Regions from separate parts of the Zea mays genome. Here region 2 is linked to region 1. Evidence: chromatin contacts called from public Hi-C data. All regions are on one chromosome and are shown on one strand. Each heading gives the region's core, a stretch centred on a gene start, on an enhancer-like site or on the middle of the called end of the contact. The rest is flanking DNA. Distances are from core to core; before and after follow the strand shown. Region 1 holds the start of LOC100501338. Region 2 holds the start of LOC100282958.

Region 1 (7,104 bases), core at 3,608-6,107:
AGCAAGATTAGTAAAGTAGCTAATCAAGAGAAGCAACCATTTGGCATAACAATACCCTAATACCTTTACTGATGGAGTAAGCAGTCTGTATGCTGAGCCAATTGATGTTGCAGGCTTGCGTGAATCATCTGCAGCTTCTTCACTTTCATCAACTTCTTCATCTTCATCTTCATTTTGTTTATCTACGGAATCCATGAGCAGAGGCTGAGCAAGTCCATTCTCTACTTGTCCAATATCAACCGTTTGTCCTGTAATCATGATAAGCATACAATTAATAAATCACAAGAAAATGGATCATATCATCACACACACCTGAAAATTAGTGGATCAGATAACTCTACTTAAAAGTGAACAACGTAAGAGTAAGGAAAGGAACACATCAGATTTTGGACTTACCAGAAGCAGGATTTTGTGGGGCTTCATTCACCTCAGTAGCACGGTTCGGTTCTTTGAATGAGACCCATAGCCAAATCAAATACAATAGCCACGCAACTGCCATCACCCAACCAGGTAGAGTCGATTGATTGAAAGTAACCATGTAGATCTTGAATTTCCATTGAAGTAAACCAGCTAGCGCTGGCCCACAGGCCATGCCAAGTGCACTTGCGCTAACGAATCCTGCCGAAGCTTGCATGCGTATTCTTGCAGGGACACAATCACTAATGTACCGACGGTTGACAGCTCTTGCAGAACCCATCCTGTATCAAAATATTGAACACATTAGAACATGAAAACATAGAACATTTCTGAAATGATGTAAACAAAAAATCAGGGTTGAAAGTCGAATGAAATATTTAGTGCAAGATTCTTTTTGTCAATAAAAAAAGGTCATAAGAAATCACATTACTTGAGATCTTTGCAATTGTATCCTAATTTCAGCAATAGTATGAAAGAGTACACTTGCTACTTAAGAAGTCAATCCTGAAAATGAAGGACACTGGCTACTGACGAGAGAAGAAACCATTTTCCTTCTATTCGATCTTCCACTACAATTTACAATTAACCATTAAACCAATGCCCTAATGCAAGAAAGGATATAGCCAGATAATCAAAAGCCCACTATTCAAACTGTATAGTTGAAATTTTCAACTGTGATTATGTGCCAGGATACTTACCCACAGAGTAAACGGCCGATAATAAGGACTGTTAGGGACTTCATATCATATGCCATTGCATAGCATACATTCCCCAAGAACAAAACAATGCTACTGAAAACAAGCGGTTTGAAATATGACTTGTTGGACCATGCACTGAAGTAAACAGAGGAAAATATTTGTGCAACAGCCATTGAACCAATGACCACACCACAAACAGTAGAAGCTGCCCCAAGGCTTACTGAATAGTCATCTGCAGTTGGCACAATGATGTATGTGTTGACCATGTAAAGAAATGTGTTCACCAGGTTCAGCATAAGGGACATGAAATGGTATTTCTGATCTTCTATTTCTTCCTCTCCTGCAGTACTAGGAGACTCCTCATCCACAATCAAGGCATGTTGCCCCAAAAAGCGAAGAAAATTAGTTGACCTTGTCAACTTATCAACTGAGGAGTTTATCATATCAATGATGGGGTCCTGCAGGGGATCAAAACCAAACATGATCAGCTGCAAGCCTGCAAAGTCTTGAGAATAGCACCTACTCTACTGAATGAGCAGGAAAATGTTCTTAAAATGATATCGCATTAGTAGTTTACAAGAGAAACAAACCTTAAGAGCAGAAGATGGCTGATCATAAATAGATAAGTAGCTTCCTTGACGTTCTTGAAGTTCAGCAAGGTTACGTGACAAAGCTCCTACAACAGCTCCTACACCCTGGTTGCATAGAACAGGTAAGGTATACTGCCGAGTTTCCATGGATTGTAAAGGCAAAGACATAGCAAGAGAACATATCAAGTACAAATAAACGTACAACAGATTTCAATGATACTAAATCTGGAGTTAGTGCATTACCACATGCTTAAAGACCTGTTGCAGCTGAGAGTACGGGTGATTTGATCTACTTGTCACATAGTAATCAGTAAATCTATAGCCGAAACGCTTGTCAAACTTCTTCAAAATTTTCCGAATGCCAGTTGCATTAAGATCAACGAATTTAAGGAGTTTGATGAGGTCAATACCAACTTCCCTATAAGCTTCTCGTAACTCAGCAATACCAGATATATCTGGCTGGTCTTGTAGTATTGCCCTTTGCTTTCCTAACTCCTCAATCCTGCTTGCCAACATTCCTTGCTGTTCCAACAGAAACAGCACAATCTTCTCTATCTGAGTAAACGGAGAATAAGAGATTAATACACTGACCCCAGTAGGAACAGTTGGATATAATTACTCACACCAATATCAAACCAAGAAGAATACCAGCTGAACTACAAATTAGTTCAGAAAAAGTACATGAATTATGTACCAAAGCTGGAACTTTAAAAGTACACAAATTAAATTTCTGAAGAAATTGTCAACTCTTCTTATAGTATTTATGTAGCATCGTATTTATGAACGTCATTTACATAAATAGCACCGTCTTGCTGAACATGCAAGTGCATACAGAGGTCAGATATGGATAATGCATGCTCACCAAGTTGATGCTACAATCAGCAAGTTAAATATCCAGAGAGAAGCTAAATTCTGCAAGTTAAAGCAGATCAGGGAGTTTGAACTGATGACTTTGCACAGATTTTTATTTAATATCATTACCTGATCATCAAGCATCTTCGAGAAATCCTTCAGAACCCGGCGACGATCTTTCTCGCCCTGCTGGAGCTGCTGGCCATACTGTTTAACTTTCTTCTTCATCAACTTGTAATTGATATAATATCTGAAAACATTGACATAGAGACAACAGTCAAGCTTGGTAACTAAGGATGCAAGTATGGAATCTTTTACACTAAGGAGTATAGTAAACAGAGACCACAGAAATGCGATGTGTCAAAACTACAAGGCAGCATAGCCATGAATGCTATTACAAAACAATCAAAGATTGAATAATGTCAATGCTTCATAACCAGATTATCAATTTGTTCAGTAAATGCACGCAAATGATTTAAATTCGAAAAGAAAAAGAAAGCCACTGAATGAATTGGAAGTAGATGTTATTCAGAGAACCCATAACTTTGTAGTAATATAGATTGGTTCACTGTAAAGTATAAACAGAAACCTATACAGATATAAACAGTACCCTTTCCATTCTGGAATTTGATCAGCCATCAATTTCTTCCCGAAGTTAACCATCTTGAGTTTAAAATACTAATCTGCCAATGAAAGTAGCACTGTGTTAGCACTTAGCAGCACAAACAGACAAAGAAAAAAGATATTAATGATAGTTGCTGAGATGTGAGTGACATAAAAAAGGAATAAAAATGTCAACGAGCAAGGTTCTCTCTATGGACATATGTTTTCAGTTTAGCGTAAAGTCAGCTGTAAAACTCAGTACCGTCACATGGGAGAAAACAACAGACATAGTAAGGTAACACAAGGAACCTACATATACCCTAAGATGAGAAACGTCCAACACAAAAGCTACCAATAGTCCCACGACAATATGAGCACAAGCAATCTTGAGAGAATCACATCTGTGCACGCTACTCCACATGACAATGACCAAGACCAAAAGCACCATCTGTATCTATAGCAATAGAGCACTTAGATATCATTACTGACCAAAACAAAGCACAGCCACAGCCTTGTTATCTTGTCCTCTTGAATAGAGAAGCAATTACAGAGAACCGCAAATAAACTTTGGCAACCGCAACTTGATTTGTTTGTCACAATCTCTTAGTGCAAAAGATGGCAACAAATTATCAAAGTCCATTTTGTCTTACTGAATGACAACTTCTCAACCAATCATGTGATCGATTACCCTTGATTTTTTTTCTTTGCATCAACTTGTGATGCACATGCAGCTGACAGTAGATGAGTCAGCATAAAGGTATCGTGCAACCATATTAAAACCTATAATCTGGAAACCACCAAAAGCAATTTGTGTAACAGTGAAGGCTAGAACTACTGATGAAAAACATACAACCTTGATGGTTCAAGCTGAAGTTCAGGCCAGATCTAACTGGGTTCAAGCTATAGCACCCACATAACCATAGACCCCATCCGGAGACACCCTACCTCAAATTCAATCAAATTGGCACTTGGGAGTGACAGTCAGGGATCTCTCGCAACAGTAAACAGCATCCTACCAAAACAAACGTAGCCTTCGGCTGAAGGTGAAATTAAGGACACAGGCGAAACAAATTTCACATCGGGTTTCAGCTCTGGGACAACAGGCAAATATCTCGCTCAAACTAAAGTCTGGAGCAATGTCTCGCAACAGGGGGTGGGGATGGGATCTCCCTACCAAGTCTAACCCAGACCCAACGGGAACAGGCTTGGTTAGCTGGTGTTTCCCAACAAAGCAGCCTGCCGCCCCTTCGCCGGGACCACGCCCCACGGTATGAGACGATCCGCGCAGAAATCATCGCAGAGGCACTGAAACTCTCGAGGGCGGACGAATCCATCCGATACGGTGGCCTCGAGCTCGACACTACTCAACGCATCAACGCAGGTCGCTGTCGCCTAAATCACCCACAGAATCCCGCCGGCATCTCAGCGCAAGCCACCCGCCCAAATTGAAGTACTGAACAAACCCAACGGCATGCCAAAAAGGACGGCGTGAGATCACGGGTTCGGTACACGGGCGAGCCAGCGAGCGAGCGGTGCTGAAACGAAGGTTCTAATCAGGAATTCACGGGCGAGTGAGCGATGAGCCTCGTCGTTACCTGCGCGGAGCGGAGGCGAGTGGCAGGGGAAGGGGATGCCGTCGGGAGGGATGGAGGGGCCGCGAGAGCAACGGGATGCGGGTATTTATAGCCAGGCGAACGAGGTGGAAGAGAGACGGGCGCGGGTGGCAGCAGCCGGTAGCCGTGAGACTATCCGCAACCGTTACCCCTAAATTTTTCCTCCTATATCACTTTTTCCCTCTATTTTCCTCCCTATTTTTTAATCTCCCGCAGCGGTTCCCCCTAAATACTCCCCCTATACCCCACTACCACTATAAAATATCATTTTCTATACCAACTATCAATTTTTTATCTACTAACAATTACTCGTGGACCCACAGTACAGTGTTGTAGGGAGTGAACAGTGAAACGCTAAGGGCCTGATTGGTTGCCGTATCTAGGCAGCATGGCCGAGCGAGCCAGGTCCGCGGCAGCCTGGCTGTGCATCGCGTGAGCCTGGCTCCACAGATGCGCAGATTTTGGTCGCATCTCCAGAGCCTGGCCCGAGCTCCTTTTTTGCATCGCGAGACACAGGCGCTGATGCATATGCGGCAAACCAAACAAGCGGCAAAGTAGCACGCGCCTGGTTACGTGGATGCAACCTACAACCAAATACACTACGACCGCATACCGTGAGCCTGGTTGGCCTATATGCGGGCAACCAATCAGGCCCTAAATTGAGGGAGAGAGAGAAGAGGGCCGCCGACTAGAGGGCCATTTAGGGGAGGGCGCTGCAGCTGGTAGCGGTTACCTGTAGCCGCCATCCACGCGCAAGGGGAGGGGTAGAGTCATGCGCTGCGGACAGTCTGAGCCGCCCCCGGCGATAGGCGGCGCGGGGTCGCTCGCGGTGAGCGTTCGCACCTCGGATTGGCCGGTTCGATTGGGTCGAGTCGAGCGAGTGACGGCCTGACGGGGTCCGTGCGCGTCCCCGATTTCGGGGGCGAGGACCGTAGGCCACGTCAGCGCGCCGCGTAAACTGCAGAGCGTTCCGTGCCGTTGCACTGCACGGCGGCGGCCAAGGGCCATCCCGTGTGCACTACGGCAAGTAGTACAACACTAGCTAGTGTCCGCGTTCTTCGGAGTACTTTTCAGCGTGGCACGCTTTGCGGCCCCTGCTCCTCCGTCCAAAAAAAAAAGATGTTTTTCTCTTTTCAATAACGCTAGCTTAAATTTAAAAATCACCTAAGTGTGTAGAAACTAATTTCCTTACTATATTAAAACATCAGTTTCGACGGTTGTCTTTCGTCATATTTTTATGTAAAACCTCTTGTATTTTGCTTCTCTCAACCTACCGTCCTCTCCCTTCCCACGACCCAACCACGTTGTCTCTCGCTATCTGCAGTCATCACAATGAAACACATATCCATCCATTCGCCCTGGCTTCTCTGTACGCTATAAAACCGCATTCACCGTCACCCTCCACGCCTAACAAACCACCATGACCGAGCGGCTCGCCCCGTCTGCCGCCACCCTCCACGCTTTAATTGTTGCCACTCCGTTTCCCCACATGGAATAGCCCGTCCGAGGAGTGAGTGATTTCTATTTCCATATCTCGCCCCCTCCCACCCCCACCCTACCTCGCATAGAAAGAAGATGGAGGCGCGGGTCTCACTAGAGCTCTAGACGAGCATGTGCCTGCGGTTGGGACGTGTGTCCAGCGGCGCCCTTCTCATCACCCGCAACTCCTCTGCAGGCACCGACGATGTTGAAGAAGTCAGCGTGATTGAGGCTGGATCCGCGCGGGGTGGGGTTGCGCGAAGACTACAACGAGTAGATCTCGACGCTGGAGAGGTTGAAGCCCCGAGGGCTGCATGGACTCGGAGTGGGTGTGCAAGTACGAGCATGCTACTGTGTTGCTTGTTAGCAACAACACCTAGATTATCTCTAGAAGTTTAGATAAGGGGAGTTTGTGCGCTAGATAAGTTGGGTGATGTATATCTGATCAAACTGATTCAGCTTGAATGTAAAACTACTTGTTGTTGATTCCTCACGTATTTTTGCTCAGACTGCAATCTAGGGATAGAGTTAAGGGTTGACATGTCCATTTCCGATGCCAATTCGACTTCAATGATGCACTTTTGATGAAGGCTACTAGGATGTCTATAGAATTTGTCTATTGTCTCATCACTGACAAACTGCCATTCTATTTTTAACATATGGGCATGCAATGATTTTCCCTTTTTCTTTGAAGATTGGATCTTCGATCTTCCCGAGGATTTGTGGATGGAGAGTTTGAGTCAGCCAAATTCTTGCGCCCAGCTTCATCATTGTATCACGATGCTGAAGACTCACTAGTTATTATAGATTCGGAGGTATTATCCTTAATAGATTGGTGTTTGGAAATATATG
Region 2 (7,041 bases), core at 168-2,667, 170 kb before region 1:
GCATGCTGGCATGCTGCAAGAGACGTGTTACTGAAGCCTGGCAAGGTGACAGGGGAATTGGCTCTGCGCCTGGCCCTTTTCTTTTTCTCTCATGGTCAGCTGTCTAGAGTCTAGACTTTACTTTGTGACTCATATAATTCTTCATTTGTTCACTTGCTAAACATAGATTGTTGTTCACCAGCACATTAGATTTTTAGACTTTAGTTAGTTTGGTTTGGTCAATTATTTGCTAGAATAATTGATAAAATTATTTTTATGTTTGTAGGGATAGGATAGTTAGATTTTTTATCAAGAAACAAAAGAAAGATATTTCTAACGCAACTCATATGAGCGATATATATTGAGTATTTAATCTACATATTTCTTAGATATTTGAATTGTATCTTGTTACTTGTGTCGTATTAAACATTAATTAGATTATTAGTTTTGTCTACATTTTCTTAGATATAATCCTGGATCTGCCACTAGATACAGTTGCTGGTATATGCAACGGTACATAAAAAAAGTCCAAGAAGTTACTGCAAGGACGGGTGTCTGCATCACATTAGTTTTATTATCACCACCAGTTCTAGGGGTTTGAGCTCTGCCAAACAGGGTGGGAGGTTTCTTTTGTTTCTAGGTTAAATTCAGGATGGCGATTGAGATTATAGAAGTGAAATCTTGCATTATATGCCAGCATGACATCTTTGCCAATTATTTACGCAAGGGCCCGTATGTTATTATTATAACCACAGACCACTCGTATGTTGTAGACACCAACCTCCAACAAACCTGTCTCCACCAACCACCATCACTCACTGACGTGCAAGAATACCCCGGCCGGCATTTCCAGCTTCCACTTGTATGTTCACATCGACCACGCGCAGGTGACAGCCACATCTACCAAACAAAGGAATCAAATGGAGAAGGTACACCGCGCTCACCGTGACCTCGATGGGCACCTTCTTGTCGATGCGGTGCTGGTAGTAGAGGTCGATGCAGTCGATGCCGAGCCGCTTGAGGCTGGCCTCGCAGGCTGCCCGTACATACGCCGGGTCACCGCGGATCTCGCGCTTGCCGTCGGCGAAGGAGACGGCAAACTTGGTGGCCAGCTCGACCTTCTCCTTTACACCGCCTTGAAGCGCCTTCACGAATTCAGAAGCATTACATCGAACATCTTCAGTGCAAACTTGAAAAGGGCCACAGGAAACAGAGATCTAATTCGAGCGGACCGACCTTGCCTAGCAGGATCTCGTTGGTGTGCGGGCCGTACATGTCGGAGGTGTCAAGGAGGGTGACCCCGGCGGCGACGGCGTGGTGGATGAGCTTGATCATGTCAGGCTCGGGTTTGGGCGGACCGTAGAAGGCGGACATGCCCATGCAGCCGAGGCCCTGCGCGGAGACCTCTAGCCCCTGGGAGCCCAGCTTGATGCGGGGGACGGACACGGTAGCGGCAGCCATTGCAGATGCAGGAAGATGCTCGTCGATGGTCTCGGGTAGTTGGAGGTGGTGTGGTGCTGTCGTCCACCGGCCGGCCGTGGCTATAATAAAGAGTGCGACTGTGCGAGGCCCTCTGTGCCGGCGGGTAGTGCCGTAGTGGACTGGATGTCATAACGTCACTCACTGCACATGTGAGCCCAAACATAACGTATTACTGTCGATAGAAAAACACGTCACTGCCTCACTGGCTGCCATCTTGCTCTGAGTCAGCGCGGCAACCTTCTGCACCGCAGCAGCTCCAGCTCTCCAATGGCTTCCCAGCTACCCTCCCTCGCCGCGCCGGCAGGACTGTGCCTGCTGTCAGCTCTTGCCGCAGCGCTGCTGGTGCTCACCCTCTACGTCCTGGGCGCCGTCGCGTCATTCGCTGTCTTCTGCGCCGGAGAGTTCGCCCGGAGAGACCCGGGCCGGCCGCCGCTCACGGGGACGATGCTCCGGCAGCTCAAGAACTTCGACAGGCTGTTCGACGAGCATGTCAGGTACGCGCTGGCGCATCGCACCAGCCGGCTGGTCTACCCTGGACACAGCGAGCTCTTCACAGCCGACCCCGCTGTCGTTGAGCATGTCCTCAGGACCAACTTCAGCAAATACAGCAAGGTGGTTTCCCGAACCCGTCAAACTCTTTTATCCCCCCTTCCATGTCCACCAGTCTCATATCAGCACGTAGCTCAATTTATTATGTGCCAGATGCCTAAATCCTGCATCAAATGGTGTCAGAACTTCAGTAATCTGCAATTAACTTGAAACAACACTACACTTGATTCAGCAAGAATACCATCACCCTTGAAATTACTTTTTTAAGTGTGACTTCAACCTTTTCATCTTTTCTGCCAGATCATTTAAGTACTTAACCATGCAACCAACTGAAATGGCAGGCTACAACAATATGAGCTTATGGACATGATTTTGAACTCATTTGAGAATGATACACAGGGAGCCTACAATATTGGAGTAATGAAGGATCTCTTCGGGGATGGAATTTTTGCAATAGATGGGGATAGCTGGAGGCACCAGAGGAAGCTGGCAAGCCATGAATTCTCAACCAAAGTGCTACGTGAATTCAGCAGCGTTGTCTTCAGAGCAAATGCTACAAGACTGGTAGATAAGATATCATCTGCAGCAGCTAACAGAACTATTCTAAACATGCAGGTACCTACATCACTAACATGAAAGTGCATATATATCATTACTTCGTAAATACGGTCATATTGGTAAATATTAGTTAAGTGCTACTCCCTCCGTTCTAAATTATAAGACATTTTGGCTTTTTTAAATACATAGATTAAGCACATAGATATACACTATGTCTAGATACGTAATAAAATCAATGTATCTAAAAAAAGCTAAAACGTCTTATGATTTGGAACCGAGAAAATACATAATATTTGTATTTGATAGAAAAATTGGATCATATTAATGCATCCTTTTTCAGGATCTTTTGATGAAAACAACTATGGATTCAATCTTTAAAGTGGGATTTGGTTTCGAGCTGAACACGCTATCTGGATCAGATAAATCCAGTGTTCAGTTCAGCAACGCCTTTGATGAGGCAAACTGTATTGTCTACCACCGCTATGTCGATCTGTTCTGGCAGCTGAAACGTTATTTCAATATTGGATCAGAAGCGAAGCTCAGAAAGAACATTCAGATCATTGATGACTTTGTGATGAATTTGATACACCAAAAGAGAGAGCAAATGAACGGGCAAGATAATGTAAGGGCTGCAAAACTCTAGCCTCAATATAAGCTTGTCCACCTTCTGTGTTGGTATATGCTTTTTGGTAACAACCTGATGCAGAAAACTCGATCTGGCACTAAAATAAGAGATCTTTGTGCCTAGCCATGAGATATTTGCATCCTGTTGGAAGCCAAAAAGGGCCACGCGGACGGTCTAGCCCTGAGGCCGGACGGTCCGCGGTCCGGACTGTCCGCGGTGGTGGCGCGGACGGTCCGCGCGTGCGCAGAGTCAGTTAGGGTTCCTAGTTTCTCACGGGATTTGTTACCTAAAACCGTGGGATTGACTCGGAAATCAGTTCGAAGCGGATCCAGACCTCCCCTTTATATAGATGAAGGGCTACGGCCGATTGAACCCCCAACAATTGATCAAATCAAGTCTATTACTCGTTTTTACCTTATGCATTAGTAGTTCTAGTCTAGTTCTAGTTTAGCCCTAGTTTAGTATTCCAATCCCCAAATTCTCCGCTTCTCTTCGACTCTACATCGATTAGAGGAGTCTAAGTCGGCCTGCCGAGCTTAGACAACCCCTAGGATCTCTCCTCCCCGACGGGTCCCTCCCGGGAGCAAGATCTAGGCGCCGCCGGCGATCTTTCGCCGCCCCTGCGCACGCGCGGACCGTCCAGCCCTAGGGCGCGGACCGTCCGGCCGTCAGGTAGGGAACCCTAGCCCTGCGCCAGGTCGCGGACCATCTGGCCTCTGGCCGCGGACCGTCCACGCCTGTGCAGAGAGCACCGCCGCCGGTTCTTGTTGAGTGTTTGGCGCCCGAAAAAGGTGCCAACACATCCAAACAAGGCGGACAATTTTAGATCTGTTGAAGGATCAATATGTCATGCATCATATACAAACCACCTAAATTTACATCTAAGGGCTAGTTTGGGAACCCCAATTTCCCAAGAGATTTCTATTTTCCCCAGGGAAATTAGTTTATTTTTCCATGGGAAAATAGAAATCCCTTGAAAAATTGAGGTTCCTAAACTAGCCCTAAATCATATCTGAGCTCTGAAGGGTGGTGTTATGTTTATCAGCTTTCATGCCTTGTGGAGCGTGTAGACTCCAGAAAGTTTAAGCAGCTTTTGAATCTACTGTTAGTATCCAGAGTAAATATACTGCACAGCTTTACTTCTGCAACGTCGTCTCTTAAGTGAACTCTATCTTCACCTTTATGATGCGTGCAGAAAGCCAGAGAGGACATACTATCAAGATTCATAATAGCAAGCAAAGAGGACCCTGAAATGATCAATGATTGTTACCTGCGTGACATAGTCCTCAATTTTCTGATTGCTGGGAAAGACACAACTGGGAACACACTCTCCTGGTTCTTATACATGCTTTGTAAGAATCCTATAGTGCAGGATAAAGTTGCCCTCGAAATTAAGGAGTCCGTTGAGTGGGCGGAGGAAGATAACAACAGAGAAGACTTCACTGCAAGATTGAATGACAGAGCAATTGACAAAATGCACTACCTCCACGCTGCGATCTCTGAGACACTACGGCTGTATCCAGCTGTTCCAGTGGTACAAATAAATCCTCTTTAGGCTATTCCTTGACTAGGGTCTAGGGTCCATGTAAACAAAGTCGATCATGGTTTAGCCTAATTGGGATATCAAACATGACATGACTACAATAATCTACAATGCTTTCTTAACATACCTGTCATAATGAAATATTGAAGTCCTTTGTTACCAGTATGAACCTAACTAGCTAACTGAAAATGATCTTAGTTATATGGTTTGGGGTGAAAATACACTAACTATTACACATACATGAAATTAGTCTTCAGAAATCTGCAAGAATTTGTTAAAAATACCAGAGAAAGGAAATGGGATGGTCTATTTCCATGTAAAATTAATAGAAGTTAGATACTGTAAAAAGCCTTAAGTTGCTACTAGCAGTTGTCAAGTTGAATTTTCCTTTGAAATGATTTTATCAACAAAAAAGGGACAAATTAGTAACAAAGGACAACAACAACAACAACAAGATCTTTTAGTCCCAAGCAAGTTGGGGCAGGCTAGACTTAAAATCCAATGGAAGCCACAAATCAAGGTTCAGGCATATAGATAGTGGTTTTCTATTCACTCCTATTCAAGGCTAAATTGGCATCGGAGGAAAATTACAGGAATATGTTTTCAAGAAGTTTAAGCAAATTAGTCAATTATAATGTATGCCATTATGCAGGAAATAATATAATAAATCTCTATGTAACAGTAACACCATGTTCCTGTTATTTGCATAGACTTGCATTTTCCACATTTGGCATTTCATTCGTGAAATTTTCTGTGGCACTTTTACAGGATGGTAAGATGGCAGAAGACGATGATGTACTACCTAATGGCTATAAAGTGATAAAAGGAGATGGCATCAACTACATGATTTATGCAATGGGGAGGATGACATACCTCTGGGGTGAAGATGCTGAAGATTTCAGGCCAGAAAGATGGATTGCAAATGGAGTCTTCCAGCAAGAGAGTCCTTACAAGTTTGTGTCCTTCAATGTAAGTATAACTCACTAGTCATCTCTCACATATAACTCACTAGTCATCTCTCACATATTCAGAGAACATAGATCCAACTATAATCACATGTCCATACTAGGTACTGCTAGATTCTCATAGGGAATTAGAAAGGAACAGATAAAATTTAGAATATTAGTAGATAGTGGCATTCAAATTGTGTTCTCTTGCTATAAGCCAATGCTAAGGCCATGTAGGGAATAACATGCTGACTTGCTGAGACAAAGCTAGAAGCTACTATCAGTTTTCAAGCTATCTAAACAATCTAACCAATTTCATTAGCCTTCACCCAGGGGTGTGTCTGTCATTTCCCAGTGTTCTAATTTTTTTAAGGCACCATTTGCATTTAACAAATCTTTCTTCAATGATCAGGCGGGACCTCGCACATGCTTGGGGAAGGATTTTGCATATAGGCAGATGAAGATCATGGCAGCCACCCTGATACACTTCTTCAGGTTCAAACTGACAGATGAATCCAAGGATGCTACATACAAAACAATGTTTACCCTTCACATGGATAAAGGGCTCAAGCTGTATGCGTACCCACGTTCAATTTGAAATGACCAAACAAGTTTTTTTAATCATTTGTTACTGTTGGAGACATGTACATATTCCACAACTATACTTGGGGAGGTTGGAAAAAACTCACTGAGTATAGGTATGCTGAATAATGAGTTTATTATGCTCCAATTGCCATCTCAAAGAATGGACTAGAACCAAATATGGGAAGGGCGTACCCAGTGCCGTAGGCTTCCCGCACTGTGCGGGGTCTGGAGAAGGGTATCTTTAAGCGTCAAGCCTTACCCGCATAATATACAGAGGCTGGGGTTCGAACCCGGGACCTTCCGGTTACAGACGGTAGGCTCTACCGCTGCACCAAATTTTCCAAAAATCCAAGCCACCGATCAAAGAGTCAGTATCTACTTTCTTAATCACATAATAACCCTGTTGACAAGAACACAACATTGATCCAATTTGAAAAACAAACATACACAAAAAGAGAGGAATCCAGACAGAAATATTTGTTTCAGAATTGCCTACATGAGAGTACAGGTTACACAGTTGATACTCTAAACTTCTCTGATATAAACAGAGTAAGTTTGTCAAATAATGATAAGAATGTATCTTCTGCTAGTGTTGGAAGCTGGATTCCAGGCCTCAATGTCCAGCCTTTAATATTTCTGTAATTCTCAATCACCTCTTTCCTTAGCATCTCACAAGAAGCATCTAAAGAACTCTTCACCTAGAAAAGTATAGAACCATTGATGTGTAATCCAGAATATAGATCATACAAAAGGAGTTCATGTATAACTGATGT

What was found. A called contact is a pair of places that touch in the nucleus more often than the background predicts.
Region 2: a Hi-C map of tassel shows a contact between it and region 1, with 2.0 times the contacts expected there. The contact joins the promoter of LOC100282958 here to the promoter of LOC100501338 in region 1. A contact is called at or near these places in 2 of 25 Hi-C or Micro-C datasets (endosperm and tassel).

Annotation. Positions count from the first base shown.
Region 1 is chr6:73,118,737-73,125,840 of Zm-B73-REFERENCE-NAM-5.0, reverse strand. It overlaps LOC100501338, which reads right to left and starts at 4,857. Exons shown (of 11, transcript NM_001362598.1): 1 at 4,756-4,857; 2 at 3,168-3,240; 3 at 2,687-2,807; 4 at 1,949-2,260; 5 at 1,706-1,810; 6 at 1,116-1,573; 7 at 397-698; 8 at 64-248. The coding sequence starts at 3,220.
Region 2 is chr6:73,280,550-73,287,590 of Zm-B73-REFERENCE-NAM-5.0, reverse strand. LOC100282958 reads right to left here and starts at 1,417. Exons shown (of 5, transcript NM_001155863.2): 1 at 1,216-1,417; 2 at 924-1,124. The coding sequence starts at 1,359. LOC100273436 (putative cytochrome P450 superfamily protein) reads left to right here and starts at 1,692. Exons shown (of 6, transcript NM_001147873.1): 1 at 1,692-2,073; 2 at 2,410-2,625; 3 at 2,909-3,190; 4 at 4,389-4,727; 5 at 5,505-5,705; 6 at 6,096-6,411. The coding sequence starts at 1,729. The coding sequence ends at 6,281. It also overlaps the pseudogene LOC103631095.